2 separate regions of the Hordeum vulgare genome follow, and region 2 is linked to region 1. Evidence: chromatin contacts called from public Hi-C data. All regions are on one chromosome and are shown on one strand. The core of a region is the stretch at or near the end of the contact, and the rest is flanking DNA. Distances in the headings are between cores, read along the strand shown. Region 1 holds the start of LOC123407403 (serine/arginine-rich splicing factor SR45a-like). Region 2 holds the start of LOC123407711 (transcription factor BHLH3-like).

Region 1 (7,255 bases), core at 3,718-6,217:
CGGTTACCTCTTCCGAGCCGGCCTGGTCCAGCCAGCCGGCTAGGAACGAGGCGGCCGTGCCCAGGCCGGCTGCCCAAGCACGCTAACCGGTCGGGGATCACAAGTCACATCAGATCGTAGGTCAGGATGAGACCTTACGATTAAAGGTAGCTACGCGTCTGCAAAGGTACTGGATCGGGGCGTCCGGCAGGTACGAGCGTCGGCGGCCACGCCGCTGACCTACCCCGGCTCTGATCCATCACCTAGCATAGTGTCGGACCGTCGCACTCCCACTCCATTACTGCACTCGGAGTGGGGAACAGTGGAGGCGGTCGTACTACCTGCCCATGACGAATCTCGTTGGACGACGCTTGACGTACAGCGCGTGCTCGGCGTCAACCTTACGCGAGAGCTTCATTGGTCAGCCGGCGGGTCCCACTGCCAATCGAGACCATGCAGCCGACGGGCCCCTCAAGCGACAAGACAAGGCTCTCATGGGCCCCTGGTCAGCCGGCGAGACTGCCAGCCGGGCCCCACTCTTGTACCCTTTATCCATATTGTAGGCCGGTGGGTTCGTCTATAAAACCCTTCGGTCACCCTCCATGCAGAGGGTCGGTCGAACAACACTTCACACCCACTAACCACATAGAGAGAGGCAGAGACGAGCCGGCTGCTCCCCTCTTTCTCCTCCCAACATAGCTCCAGTAGCAAACCTGTAATCCATTCATACACATCAAACACTCCGGCAAAACTATGGGTCTTATCTCTACGGAGAGCCTTGAATCTGGATACATCGTGCGTTCCATACTTGTACCAACCTCGTTCCGAGCATCCTCCTTTGTCGTTCCCAGCGTCCTCCTTTGTCCATTCGGTTCTCACCGACTTTAGCCTACCTATGACATATGTTTGTCATATGTTGTGAGTATTCACCTACAACGCATTCTCACACGCTACCAGCACCAGACATTCATCAAACTTAGCACCATGCTGCCGGGAATTCACACATTCATCAAACTTAGCACCATGCTGCCGGGAATTCACGATGGATATTCAGGCCATGAAGCAGAGCAACATGATTTTGAATAGTTAAAAGGATGAATCCAAATAGAACGAACATGTCTCATGGTCAAGTTAAAAACTAGGTGGAAGTACAACATTCGCATAATCCACGAATATATCGTTCCAAGACAGTACAGTACACCTTATACATAATCTAGCATATAATGGGAGGCCATGACAGTACAGCTTACACATAATCTAACATAAGGGGAGGCCCGTCACGCGCAGCATGTTATCCAACTTGACACAGGGCCTCTGCTGACGCAAAGAAACAACCACCCTTTACCTGTCATAGCCACCACCACCGGCACGGCGGCCATAGCCCCTTTCAGGCATCCGGTATGGGGAATACGGCAACGACCTAGACCGCTCCCTCCTTGCTCTGCCACCATAAGGAGGGGGAGACCTGTGGGGGGAGTAGCCCCGGCCACCCCTGCCATCATAGTAGTCTCGGGCATCCCTATGGGGTGGGGAGTAGTCGCGGGTGTCCCTGTAGGGAGGGTAGTCCCGGGTGTCCCTGTAGTCTCGGTACATGGGAGGCGGAGACCTGCGATAGCTGTTGCCGTAATAATCGTCACGACCACCATAGCCTCCTCGGCGGAATCTACCACCACGCTGCATCTCTCTACGCTCATAGCGGTGGCCTGACCAAGGAAAATTGCAAGTAAACCATAAGCTGTAATTAACCAAGCATATGCACATCATATGTACATACAGTAAGAACATGCAGAAATAGAAAAGAGCACTGAGATACGATACAAACAATTAGCAAAGATTAAAGAGCTAGACCACAAGCTTCAGCTGCTTTTAATACCTAGGTAGCTTCCAGGAGTTGGTGTCCTAGGGCGGCCTCTGCGTGACTGAAATAATTGAAACAACAATCAGTACAATATCAGGTTGAAAGCTAAGATAGGAAAATAGAAGTATCATGCTGGATTGTGTAGGAAATTATGAGTTTCCCTTACGGCGGATATACACCCTGCATTAAGGGACCAAGGAGGAAATACTTAATGAAGAGCACAAACTCCAACTAGCAGACATCCAACATTGCTATGCATATGTCACCAGACATCTTGACTAAAGTGTTGGAAATGCCCGTTGATTAGTTGATGGGGAGTTGAAGGTGAATGCTCAGGTTTAGTTGAAAATTTGCTACGTTTAGTTGTTGTGAATCTCGTGTTCCATAGTAACCCTTTGGGCTGTCCATTGATCAAGCTGTATGAGCTAAAGTTGAAATTGATGAACTCAGCATCTTGATTGCTGGCACATAGCTTGCACAATGCACAATGTCTTCTGAATAACCACCAAAAAACCTCCAGGTCAACACACATGAATAACAAGGATCGATACATCTGAACCAACAAGACGACAACCCATGTGGATGCGCAAACAATTACCTTTTCAACTGTGATGTTTCTGCCTAGCAGTTCTGACTGGTTAAGGTACTTGATGCAGCGTTCAGCATCTTCAACAGTGTCCATGGTGATGAAAGCAAATCCACGAGAAACACGTGTATGGGGTTCAAGAACAACATGACAAGAAACCACCTGACAAAGAGGGGATGTCACAACTTTGTACATCAAAGGAACAACAAATCTGCAAACATACACGAAGCCAAGTAACTAACCTTTCCTTCCTTATTGAAGTACTCTCTAAGTTCTTTATCAGTCACCCTAGAAGAAAGTCCAGTGATGTACAGAGTATTTCCATGATTAACAGCTTCAGGCTCCCGTTCCCTGGAGAATGAAAAAGATTAAGCATGTACAAATAACATATGATGAGCATGTACAAATAACATATGATGAATTACTGCTTCTGATGTTTCAAGTGAAATGTTAAAGTGTTGGTCGTTCAACTCAGTATTTTGAAGCATATGCCCCATTCAAGAAAATCTGTAAAAATATCTTGTGTTCCCTTTATCTTAAGCGTTTCAGAAAGTTTATACATTACCACACCATAAACTACTTCGTTTTCCATGGACAGAATTCCACTTTCCCATCAAAGGAGCAATTACAATCTTAGATTGCATTTCTTACACAGATATTATAATATGAGTATATGACGCCTAACTATGACAACTATTGTGTACAACTAATAGCAAGTGATTCAACTAAACACACAATATAAGCTATTATAATAGGATGACCAAATTTTATAACCATTTTATACATACTTTCATCCTACAAAACATTATATGGAATTTATGGCACGAGTGTACAAGCTATTAACATAAATTTAGCTATTATGAACACAACTCTCAACAGCACAAACATGTTGTACATGATATTGCAAGAATACATGTTAATCTTTCATTTAGTTTTAGATGTAAGAAACAGAATACGAAGAGCATATGGAGTAGATGCAGTATTAGCAAAAAAAAAAACGTGGAACAAAGAGTCCACACCTCGCAGGGCTTCGAGATCTTGACCTTGCCTGAGATCTAGGATCAGGTGATGGAGATCTAGACTGGGATTGGGCTACAGGTGATCTTGACCTTGACATTTGCTTTTGGCGTCCCTTATAAGGTGACGGGGACCTTGAGGGCCTCGTGTACCTGGAAGAAATTATCACTAGACTGTTAACTAATTATAATGAAGATATTTTCTTCCCTGACATTTGCTTATAGAATGTGCATGATGATTGGCCAAAGAGAACATAGCACACAGGATAGATAGCAGAGCACAGCCATAACCTTGGTGTAACTTTACAAGTTTATTAAAGATAACAATATGAACTGCTTATAAAATGGTCCTCGGGAATCAAACATTATTTTCAGTGTCCAATGAACTCGCTTGCCTAATGAAACACTGAGCGAACAAAATAAAGATAACCTGTTCATCCATCAGCATCAGCATCACGTAAATCCTCTTAGTTCTTGTAGCCTCTATAGGACAGATCTAGTCAACCTAGATTTGAAACAAACTAGCACAGGAGCATGGGTGTGTGTGTACATCCCCACCTCCCCAGCTGAGCTGGCTTCAGATCTGGACCCTCAATCAGACACTCACACACCGTTATACCCAGGTTTATTAGCAGCCACTTAAACTCTGAAGCTCCCTATCGGAAAACCTATAGTAGGCTAATACCATGGTGTTATCACAAACTTGCACTATCTGGAGCTATACCAGATGTCAGGTGGGCGAAACAGTGCATCCACATGTACAAGCAAATCAGGGGCTCTAACAAAGAGTAAAACCGCACGAGCTCCGTAAACCAACTAAGACGCAGAGACGGCAGCAAGCCTACTCTCACCAAGTAGAGCCTGCAACCCAGCTGAGGGTGAGAGGCAGATAGCTAGATCCGCGGCTATCTCATACTACGCAACACGCATCTAGTCAGTCAGGCAGCCAATCTCACAAACTAGTAAGTAGTAGAATCGAGCCCGAAAAGAAGAGGCGGACAACGGGATCCGCATCCTCTGATTCCCCGTGTCGCCCTGCGCCTACCAGCATCCAGAAATCAAGTAACCCCCTGCTAAACCGAAGCTAGGTCATGGCGGCATCACAACCTGGCCCGGATCAGAGCGGGCGGGCGGGAGACCGACGAACGGGAACGTATTCAAACCAGGCACCGAATCAGAGAGAGGGGGAGGGGGAGGAAGGGCGTCGAAGAGAGCGAAAGCGCGTCCGAGGAGGCATGCGCCGCCATTTACCTCCGGCGCGGGGAGTCGGCCTGCGAAGGAAAGAGGAGCAGCCGTCAGCACGGAGATCGACCGCAACGGGGGCCTCGGGAACGACAGCGGCGGGGAGGAGGGGAGGGGCTCACCATGGCGCGGGTCGGGGCGGTGACGACGGCTGCGACGGAGTCGTCGGCGACGGCGGGGCTTCCGGCGGCCGCGGCGGAGGGGAGGGGAGGGGCTAGCTAGGGTTCGGCGGCGGCTCGTCTCGCTCGCTCCTGGCCTGGGTGCGCGATGTGGTTGGGTTGGCTTGACCGTGCTCGAGCCGGAATGGGTTTCGTATCATCTTGTTGTGTGGTGGGGTGTCGGGCCGGGGTGGGAGGAGCCCCCGAGGCCCAACGGCCCAACAGGTGCTGGGCCCAGCACCATCAGGCAACAGACCTGCTCTCTGGGAAAAAAAACATGCTGTCGGGAAAATAAACAGAGCTGCTCTCGGGGGAAAAGGGGAGAAGGAAGCAGCAGTGGCAGCCGCGGAGGACTAAAGTGTTTTCTTGGCAGCAATTACCTAGTGAGTGACTACTGCATATTACTACATTTTGGGCAGTAACAGACGCTCCCGTTTTCTGGATTTTCTTGAAGGAAAATGTTTTCTTGGTTAAAATTAGGAATCTCTACTATTAAAGCAGGATGTGCCGTCGTGATGGTTCAACCTCCGCGATGGTTCGACCTCCCATCGATCGATCCCACCTCTCGGTCCCACCTCGCAAGAAAGAAAGAAAAACATCGTACGATCCACCTCCCACGTCTCCCCTCTCCTTCCTTCCCCTGACACAATCGCAGCATCGGCGGCTGCGGCGGAACCTCGCGGCGATCACTGGACTCACCCCGGCAGGTACCGTGCTCTCCTGCCTCCCCTCCTGCATCCACGTGCTCGCGAGAGCGTTCGTTCCTACGTGTACGCGAGCTTGCGCGGGCCTTCGCCAGAAACCCTAGGTCTGCGGTGCGGGCCTAGATCCCCGGCGTATCCGGCGGGTTCCTCCCGTGGCAAGCCCTTAACGTCCGCCGCGGTCCTCAGTTTTGGCTCCTCAAGGTCTCACCGAATCTTGCATTAGCGAGAGGCTCGCCACGCTGTTCACGAGTCATCACGCTGAGGAATCAGCCATGCTAGACGTGGCAACGGGTTGGTTGGTGGATGCTGCATTGTCTGGAAGTTTGATTCTTGGGATTGGAAATCATAGAAAAGTTTCCTATGCGCTAGCTTGCCTGCAAGTCCACGGGAAACTTTCAACCTCTTGCAGATTTTGCTTTGTCTTAATCAAGAAAATCCATGTGCTTTTTGTGGTGCGACCAAACAAACTATAATATTACATCATTACCTTCTTCGGTGTTTGCAATCTACGACTCTTCATGCCATAGCATCCAACACCTAACATCTTTTAACTGTATGTAATTACAGCAAAGCAATTAGGAGGTACAACCCCCAGTACCGGAGCCCCCCAAGGAGGGGATATGGTGGAGGAGGTAGAAGTCCCCCAAGGAGGGGATATGGAGGACGGAGGGAGCAGGGTTCAGGAAGCCTCTTGGTCCGCAACATCCCATTAAGCTGCAGGTAGAAAAACTGTGGCATGAATACATACGGCTTTCTTGATGACCTGCTTTTTCAAGAAAGAAGAATATTTCACTTTGCAAGGGTATTGACCTTGGTTTTGTTTTCTTAACTATGGCAGGCCGGAGGATCTTAGAGTTCCTTTTGAAAGGTTTGGTCCTGTTCGGGATGTGTACCTGCCAAAGGATTATTACACCAGGTAGGTTTTATGTATTCGCATAATTTATTTACAATTGGCAAACAACTTTTGGCCTTGTTTTCCAATGATAATATGAAATATAAAAAAGAGGACTTTGTACGCTTATCTACATGGTTGTTGCATAAGCTTGGTATAATTCCCAGCCATTTTTATGATGAAGAGATGTTGTGAGCATGTCTTTCAGATTGGTGTGATGTCGGTTTGCAACCATGTTTGTGCATTAGCGTTTAGGCTCAATGAAAATGCTCCAGTCATTGTAGTCTGCTCATGTGCTTCACTGATTAATTCTTGTCATTAAAATGTGTGATTAACTAATCTGGAAATGCTTATGCTACCTTGTCTTACGTATTCACCCATGTCCTATGATAGTTTATTTTCTGAAATTGTTGCCAGGATTGTATCGGTTTGATGTAAGTAAAGTCCCTTGATTTGTTGAAGAATATTTTTGTTATATTCCTAACAATTAATTTGCTTGGCAAGATAGAGCCTTGTCCCAATGAAGAAGTTCTTTTATGAAGACAAAGATTTGTTTTGAGAAAATTAGTTTCGTGAAGAGAAGATAAGAGAGTTGTATTGGGTAGTCCATGAGAAGATTAAATGAAGCGAAGTTCATTTCAAGTACTTTTGAGACTTTTCAAACATTGAGGACTTGAAGCGAATGATTTTACGAAGATACTCTTTATGAGGATCACCGTACTTAGTCATTATACAAGAAATTTGTACAAGAAACTTGGATACTAGGACCTGGACATAGCTGTGTTTTGCAACACTTGCTTCACGTTTGATGGAAAATGTG
Region 2 (7,147 bases), core at 3,744-6,243, 130 kb before region 1:
GCTAAATTTGCGATTGCAGAACATGATCGATGGGCTGGGCATCGCTGGATACGAAGGCGTGTTTCTGAAGGTCTGCGAGATCACCCTGTCGGTCCTCAGGGGCCACAAGGAGGCGCTCATGACCGTCCTCGAGACCTTCATCCACGACCCGCTAGTGGAGTGGACCAAAGCCCACAAGTCCAGCGGAGGGGAGGTCCGAAACCCGCAAGCACAGGTATGACCAACCTCGCGCATTTTTCGCGTGTGACCGCTGCAAATGCACATGCTTGACCTCTGTCTGCCTCGTGTTTCCTAACGATGATCCAGAGGGCGATCGCCAACATCACGGCGAGGCTGCAGGGGGTCGTGGTGGGCGTGAACGCGGCGCCCTCGCTGCCGCTCTCGGTGGAAGGGCAGGCGCGGCGGCTGATCGCGGAGGCGGTCTCCCACAAGAACCTCGGCAAGATGTACATCTGGTGGATGCCCTGGTTCTGACTGACGGCCTAAACGAACAACAGGTCCCCCCTCCCTCCCTCCCACGCTGCTAATGTGTGTTTGGCTGGATGAGGTAGACATACTCACATACAGGCAGCTAAGCGGCATTTTTGTAACTAGTCCTCTAGCTGTTTTGTTCCTGTTACTACTACTTACATGGCTGCTGCTGTTAGTGTTAGCTACCGAGGTTACTTACTCCTTATGAGCCATTTTGGGATGTCCCTATGACCATAAGATCCTACTCCCTCCGTCCCATAATGTAGGACATTTTTGGACACCGACACTAGTGTAGTGTAAAAAAAACGTCCTACATTATGGGGCGAAGGGAGTATGATGCAAGAAAGTTGCAGTATTGTCATGGTATTCAGAGTGGCAAGTCCTCGGTCCATTTTGCAGTGTAGGATTGGCTTCCCTCTACGTTTTGGAGGATCCCCAAAGGTTCAATCATGCAAGCAGAGCTTGCCCGAGGCAGGATGGGCGGTGCCTGTGCAGCCATGCCACATGCCCGCCTCCTCTCCGGCGCCAGGACGATTCCAACACGAGGAAGCATGGGGAGAGAGATACACACTTGGCAGCCGTCGTCATGGCGTCAACAGCCGCATCTCGAGCTTGAGGAATATGATGGGCAAGGCAAGCAAGCCGAGGGAGGGCGTCATACCATCATCCTTTTCGCCCATCCATGATCCAACCCCGTTGCAAGCACTTGTAATTTATCTGGAATATCCTACTGGCTCCGATGAAAGAAAATACTAAAAGGGTTGCTGGCTGGCTGTCGCGCCTGTGGTTCCTGGCCCGGAACTGCAAACGTCCGCCAGCAAGAGCACAAACTCCAGAGTTTAGGTTTTGACCGACCCGCGCATGGATCCGAAGAGAAGAGAGCCAAACCAAACCCTTTTCAATTCATTTTGAATAGGAAAAAGGTGCCCTGCAGAAAAGCGCCGGCTCTAGATAGAAAAACGCGGGACGGACGGCTGACCTCTATGGCATTACAAAATGCAGACCTGCTTCCTTGCAAATTGATCATCAATCATATACTAATACTAAGAGATCTTATAGGCTGATGAGAGGCTAGTTAGTAGTTGTGGGAGCGGCTGATGATTGGGCTTGCATATGCTGGCCGGGCTGCTTTTACCGACACGATCTTTGTCTTTTCGGCTGTCCAGGCCGGTGGTCTAGTCTAGAGCGTGTAAATTAGGGGTCAATGGTCCTGCTCGGCGATTACTTAACTGATCGGTCCCCGGCCTCATCCGGCCAACAATGCCAAGGGATACGACAAGTGCCACCGGTCCTCCTCGTCTCTTAATACTCACACACACACACACTTGCGGAGAGGGGGAGGAAAATGGAGGTGAACTTTGTTTTTCTACACCTTCGTCATCACCATAATTGTTCTCATAAATGGCGGTAAATATTATTACTATACCTTCGTCACGATTTAGAAGGCACGGTTAAATTTACGTGCATTTCTATAATAGACAAAGTTTAAGATGCATTGCATTTACTCCTAGCAGCTAATTAGTAGTCCGTTGTACTATTTCTATGACCCTGATTTTTTTTAGTCCCAACTAAAAAAGTCACTAGTCCCTACATGTTTGTTTTCATGGACTAAATAAGGACTAGAGGTCATTAAATGACATGCAAAAAGACTATGTTACCCCTAGTAATATACTAGAAGTTATTAAATGACATGCTAAAAGTAGGGGTAGTGTTGGAAAACGTGTTAAAAAAGTCCCCAAAAGACCCTCCCATATGGACTTCTTTCTTTAGTTCCAAATACTCTCTTTTAGTCCATAAAAGAAGTCCCTCCTGTTTGTTTCACATGGGACTAAAAGGGACTTTTTTTAGTCCCTACACCAAAAAGTCTCTGGAAACAAACACCCCCTATATGCATGCGTAGTGTGAATGCTATTTTTTAACTCATCCTACGGCCAATCAATAATCATCTAGGTCTAGAGAATTACCAAGCACGTCTTCTAAACCATGACAGAGGGAGTATTTATTTTATACAATGCCACACTCATCCATCCATGACTTCATCATCGCCATTATTTATTGGGAGAAGTTTCGTTTTCCCAATGCAACGCCCATATCATCATCATCTTCAATTCTTCATCGTCATCAGTGAAGATTTGAGGAGCAACGCAAAGCAACGGGTGAACGGAGGCGCCCAACATACATTGTCCAATGTCAAAGATCGGGGGTCCTTCTAGGTGCCGAAATCCTTTTCTTCATCATCATCATCATCACACACACACACGCGCGCGCACAGAGGAGAACAAAAATGGAGGGAACCTTTCTTTCTCCATCCAGTGCCCCAGTCACACACCCATGCCATCGTCATCATCATTAGAAGAACAAAACGGGGGAGAGACTTTCTCTTGCCATGCCACGTCCCAATTCATGCCAGCCATCCATCCATGTCCTCTTCTTCTCCAGCGGCATCATCATCATGAACTTCAGCGAGGACGCCAACGCAAAGCAAAGCAAGCAACGTCGCTGCTGCTGCTGCTGCCGCCGCCTGTACATACATGCATGCATGCATGCATGGACGATTCATCACTACAGTATGCATCAGCTGGTGCCCAGCAATGACGATGTCAAACAACAGGAGCACGGCACGACCCAACCCAAGATGCTTTCGCTTTCTCTTTCTCTTTCTCTTTCTTTTGGGCCGATTTGGTACCGCGGCACAGCGACATGGGTGGGTGATAAGCACTAAACAATGGCCGGAAAAGCGCAAAAAGAGAGTGGGGATCATCGTCGTCGTCAATCAATCATCGGAAAGGCGCTCGCCGATCTTTGTTGTTGTTAACAGGAGAGAATTTTGATCACGGCGAGCGACACGGCGGCTATCGTCTGCGGAAAAAAAGGGCCTCTCCCGAATCTTTTGCCCGGCCTTTTTCGCCACTGCTGCTACCAGCTGCTAAGTGCTAATTCTACTCACTGCTACTGCTACAGCTACAGCTACTTCTACTTTATTATCCTTCCTGCTTCTCCTGCTGCTGGTCATGGTGGTCATGGTGCTGCTGCTGCTTCTTGCCCGTCTCTCTACAAGCAGCCGCCTCCGTAGCCGGCGTTCTTGAACAGCTCCTGCTTGATGGCGTCCGCGCTCATCATCTCCCTCTGCATCTGCACCCACAAAACTCCAATCAATGAGATGGAAATGGTGACCTGACCAGCTGAGGCTGAGCTGATGATGGTAGCTCAAGAAGTAGATGAATCTATCCATGTTTGCTGGTGGATGATGAAGTCATGGATGGAGGAGTTCTTGGTTACCTCGGAGCAGGATGCGTGCATGGCGAAGTCGTTGAAGCAGCTGACGACGCACTGCTGGATGTCGAGGCCGAGCGTGTCCAGGGTGCTCACCGTCGACAGCAGCAGCCCCGGCTTGGCCGCGCAGTAGATCTCCACCCGGGTGTCGCCCTCCTCCCCCTCCTTGCGCTCCACCTCGAACTGCAACCACACATCCCTCGGTCACCGCCATATTTTTCAAGCCGCAGCGGCAGCAATGGCGCAGCTCTCTGCTCCATTGGCGACACAAGCTCTCAGAAGAAGAAGATATCCTATCCCTGTACTGACCTTGGGGGTGTTCCTGGCGAGCATCTCGTTGGGGTTGAGCTCCCGGAACACGCTCAGCAGCGGCGCCGCCGCCGCCGCCGCCTCCGGTCCGTCCATCTCCTCCTGCAGCCGCCGGATCCTCTCCAGCAGCTCCTTCATGTAGTCGATGGTGTCCCCCAGGATCGACGTCCTGTCCATCTACAGACGCCCAAAATCAAGAACGACATTCAGATTTACTCCAAGTCCCAAGATTCCACGGACCACCCCTCGTTCTGCCAAGATGGATGATTTGGTGGTGTTCATTCACCTTGCTGATCTTGGGAACGACGGACCGGAGCATGGAGAGGCGGTCGTTGAGGCGCTTCCGGCGGCGGCGCTCGGCCATCAGGTTCTTGGACGGCATGCCCTCCACCCGCTTCTTCCTCGACGCCGGCGCCGCCGACATCTGGCCCTGGCCGAACGGGCCGCCGTCCGCCCCCGCCGCCAGCCCGGGCTCCACCTTGCAGGCGCCGAGGCCGGCCGTCCCCTCCGCCGCCGCCTTGGGGTCCATCGCGCCGAGGAACCCCATCTCGCCGTACCCGCCGGCGACGGCATTGGCGAAGGGCGTGGCTCCGCCGTAGACCTCGCTGAGGCAGTCGAACCCCACACCCGCCTGCTGGTGCTGTTGATGCTGCGGGTCGTAGGAGGCGGTGAAGGTGGGCAGGACGCTGACGGTGGGCTGGTGGCGGTCCTGGAAGCAGTCACCCATGGCGGCGGCCCCGCATGCCGGGGAGAAGAAGTCCCCCATGGCATTGCACTCCCACGCCGTGGCGTCCCTCCTCAGCGAGAAGAGCTCCTCCAAGAAGGCCTGCTCATCCAGCTCCATCCTCCTCCCCTCTCCTCTCCTCTTTCTTGGTGCTCCCCTTGCTTGACAGTGATGGAGATGGAGAGAGGGGGTTGGGAAGAGAAGGAGTGGTGTGTTGTGTTGGTGGCAATGGTGAGGGGGGGATTAATATATGGGGTGATGGAAGGGGGGGACAATTATTCCTTGGTAATGAATGGTGAGCAGTGGCATTAAGGTAGGCTTGGGGGGTTCCATTAGGGATGGATTGTGATTGTGATTGGATTGGAATGGAATCATGCCTTCCCTTCCCACCCTCCTTCATCCATCTGGGCTTAATCTAATCTAATGTAATCCATCCTCTAGGTCCTTCCTTGACACACGATCCAGGTTTGTAGTGTTGCGGCTTGTGAGCTAGCAGTGCTAGTACTGGTGGTGTGTGAAAAAGATGAGATAACAGTGGCAGGGGAATCAGCAGGTGTGTATGTGTGTCCTCCTTGCTTACTAACGTTAACGTAGTGGTGCTATCGAACTAGTTTCGCTTTCTTTTCTCATTACACTCATGTGCGTGCTGTAGGGAATCGGCAGAAAGGGTGATGGATGGACGGATGGATGGACGGACATGATGCGTCTGCTGGACATAAAGGCCGGGCATCATTTGCGTCCAAGAAAAAAATGCGACCAGTTGCCGTGTGTGAGCGTGTTTTTTTTTTAATTCATCCCTGGAAGAGTGCAAAGCACACGCCATGCCAAGAATATCAGATTGAGATTGCCATTTGCCATGTGTGCAATGCAAATACTACCTTTTTACCAATGTTTTCTTTAGTTGCAATGAAGAGGCCGTATGCATGGTGCTAAAGCACATGCCGGAACGTAACCCTCTTTATCTAAAAAAATACCTTTTTACAGTAGTATTGTGGATGGGGTTTAGGGGTACGTAACGAGTAGGAGGCAACGGGAAGGGTCCAAAACCGTCTTTTTTCCGGAGCGGTCGGTGATTGCACTTGCGGTCAGGCACAGACTCTGATCCCATCCATCCATCCATCGCCCAACCACGTTGAAAACGAAAAGGGTTGTTTCAACTTTCGACTCACCTCTATCATCTAAAATAATCCGAATTAATAACCCCTCATTGTCAGCACCAGTCTCTGCTGCTAATGGCCTGCTAAAAAAGAGTAAAATCCTAGTATGACGGCACCAGCTCAATTTTTTAAAATTCCTGATAGCAGACGCCAGAGTCGGATCCTGTGCGGCAGAATTCATCCTTCCATGACCATGGGTGATGATTTGTGCCTCTGCATGGAGGTTACTGCTGGGCCCTCGGTCGCAGGGGATCCTGGGCCGGGCCGGAGCGGGGCCCGTGCGGAGCGTGGCGAGGTTTGACCCGCAGCGAGTGAGCACCGTGCCGTGCCGTGCCTTTGCGGGGAGGGAGGAGGAGGAAGCAGCGGCTGTGTCACACACACACACACACCGATGCGCCGGGCCTACATGAGACGGCAACTCTGCGCCGTGGGCCCCTCCTCTGGTGAGGCCCCACGTGTCTTCCGTCGCCCCATGCCCCCCTGCCTCTGGCGATCTTTGATCCTGACGGTGGACCCGGTCCTCCACCTCGGATTATGGACCTGAAGGTGATTAGGAAGAGAGAGAGAGAGAGAGGGGCTGTTGTTAATCACAAACTGGCTTGGGCTCGTATGATTTGCAATACCTTTTTCTCTTCTTTTTTTTTTCATAGAACAAACTGCCTAGACATGTGTGTGTGAACAAGAGGCGTATGATTTGCATCGCCGACTCGATCAGAAACGGCCGTCTTCTGCAAGTCATCATCTTGATGAGGCCACCAACCCAGAGACCCAGGCAGGCAGGCCGTCACGGTTGGGGTGCTTGTGAAGTTGTGATTGTGATTGTGAGTGAGACCCATGGGCATGGCCAGCTACATGTATGGCCATGGTGATGAGCAGTCCGCATTCTTGTCCGTGTTTTCGCTCTATGTACTGTACTGCTACTCCAGCAGTCCGCATGGTTCGTGCATGTCTCCAAGTGGCTTCACAATTCAGCAGTAGTATTAGTAATTTTCTTTTGCAGGTGCAGCAGTAGTGTTATTGTTTTCTCGGTGGACACATTGGGAAGTGTGTGCTGCGTGCCAAGTTTTCTGCGGTCCAAGGAAGTTTGCTCATCAGTCACCTACCTATGATTTTGTGTGTTTACAGTGACTTCGATGAGGACATGGTATAGGAGTACTCTACTCCTACTTGTTTGTTTATACTACGAACTCTTGTGGTTTTCCTATCCACGGGG

What was found. Hi-C and Micro-C count contacts between places; a contact is called where the count stands out from the background.
Region 2: a contact with region 1 is called in a Hi-C map of seedling, with 3 times the contacts expected there. The contact joins the promoter of LOC123407711 here to the promoter of LOC123407403 in region 1. A contact is called at or near these places in 2 of 6 Hi-C or Micro-C datasets (leaf and seedling) and 1 of 1 datasets of contacts at active chromatin or transcription factors (embryo).

The regions. Positions count from the first base shown.
Region 1 is chr7H:621,408,999-621,416,253 of MorexV3_pseudomolecules_assembly, reverse strand. It overlaps LOC123407403 (serine/arginine-rich splicing factor SR45a-like), which reads right to left and starts at 4,967. Exons shown (of 7, transcript XM_045100524.1): 1 at 4,804-4,967; 2 at 4,691-4,710; 3 at 3,443-3,592; 4 at 2,666-2,774; 5 at 2,436-2,585; 6 at 1,853-1,898; 7 at 1,029-1,682. The coding sequence starts at 4,806. The coding sequence ends at 1,321. It overlaps LOC123409579 (serine/arginine-rich SC35-like splicing factor SCL30), which reads left to right and starts at 5,372. Exons shown (of 7, transcript XM_045102443.1): 1 at 5,372-5,595; 2 at 6,111-6,263; 3 at 6,382-6,459. The coding sequence starts at 5,372.
Region 2 is chr7H:621,542,805-621,549,951 of MorexV3_pseudomolecules_assembly, reverse strand. LOC123407711 (transcription factor BHLH3-like) reads right to left here and starts at 4,993. Exons shown (of 4, transcript XM_045100902.1): 1 at 4,340-4,993; 2 at 4,054-4,230; 3 at 3,751-3,927; 4 at 3,229-3,603. The coding sequence starts at 4,897. The coding sequence ends at 3,523. It overlaps LOC123407712 (a long non-coding RNA gene), which reads left to right and starts at 5,107. Exons shown (of 2, transcript XR_006612663.1): 1 at 5,107-5,330; 2 at 5,430-5,666. It overlaps LOC123407935 (serine/threonine-protein kinase ATR), which reads left to right. Exons shown (of 16, transcript XM_045101186.1): 14 at 20-214; 15 at 307-497; 16 at 871-1,535. The coding sequence ends at 474.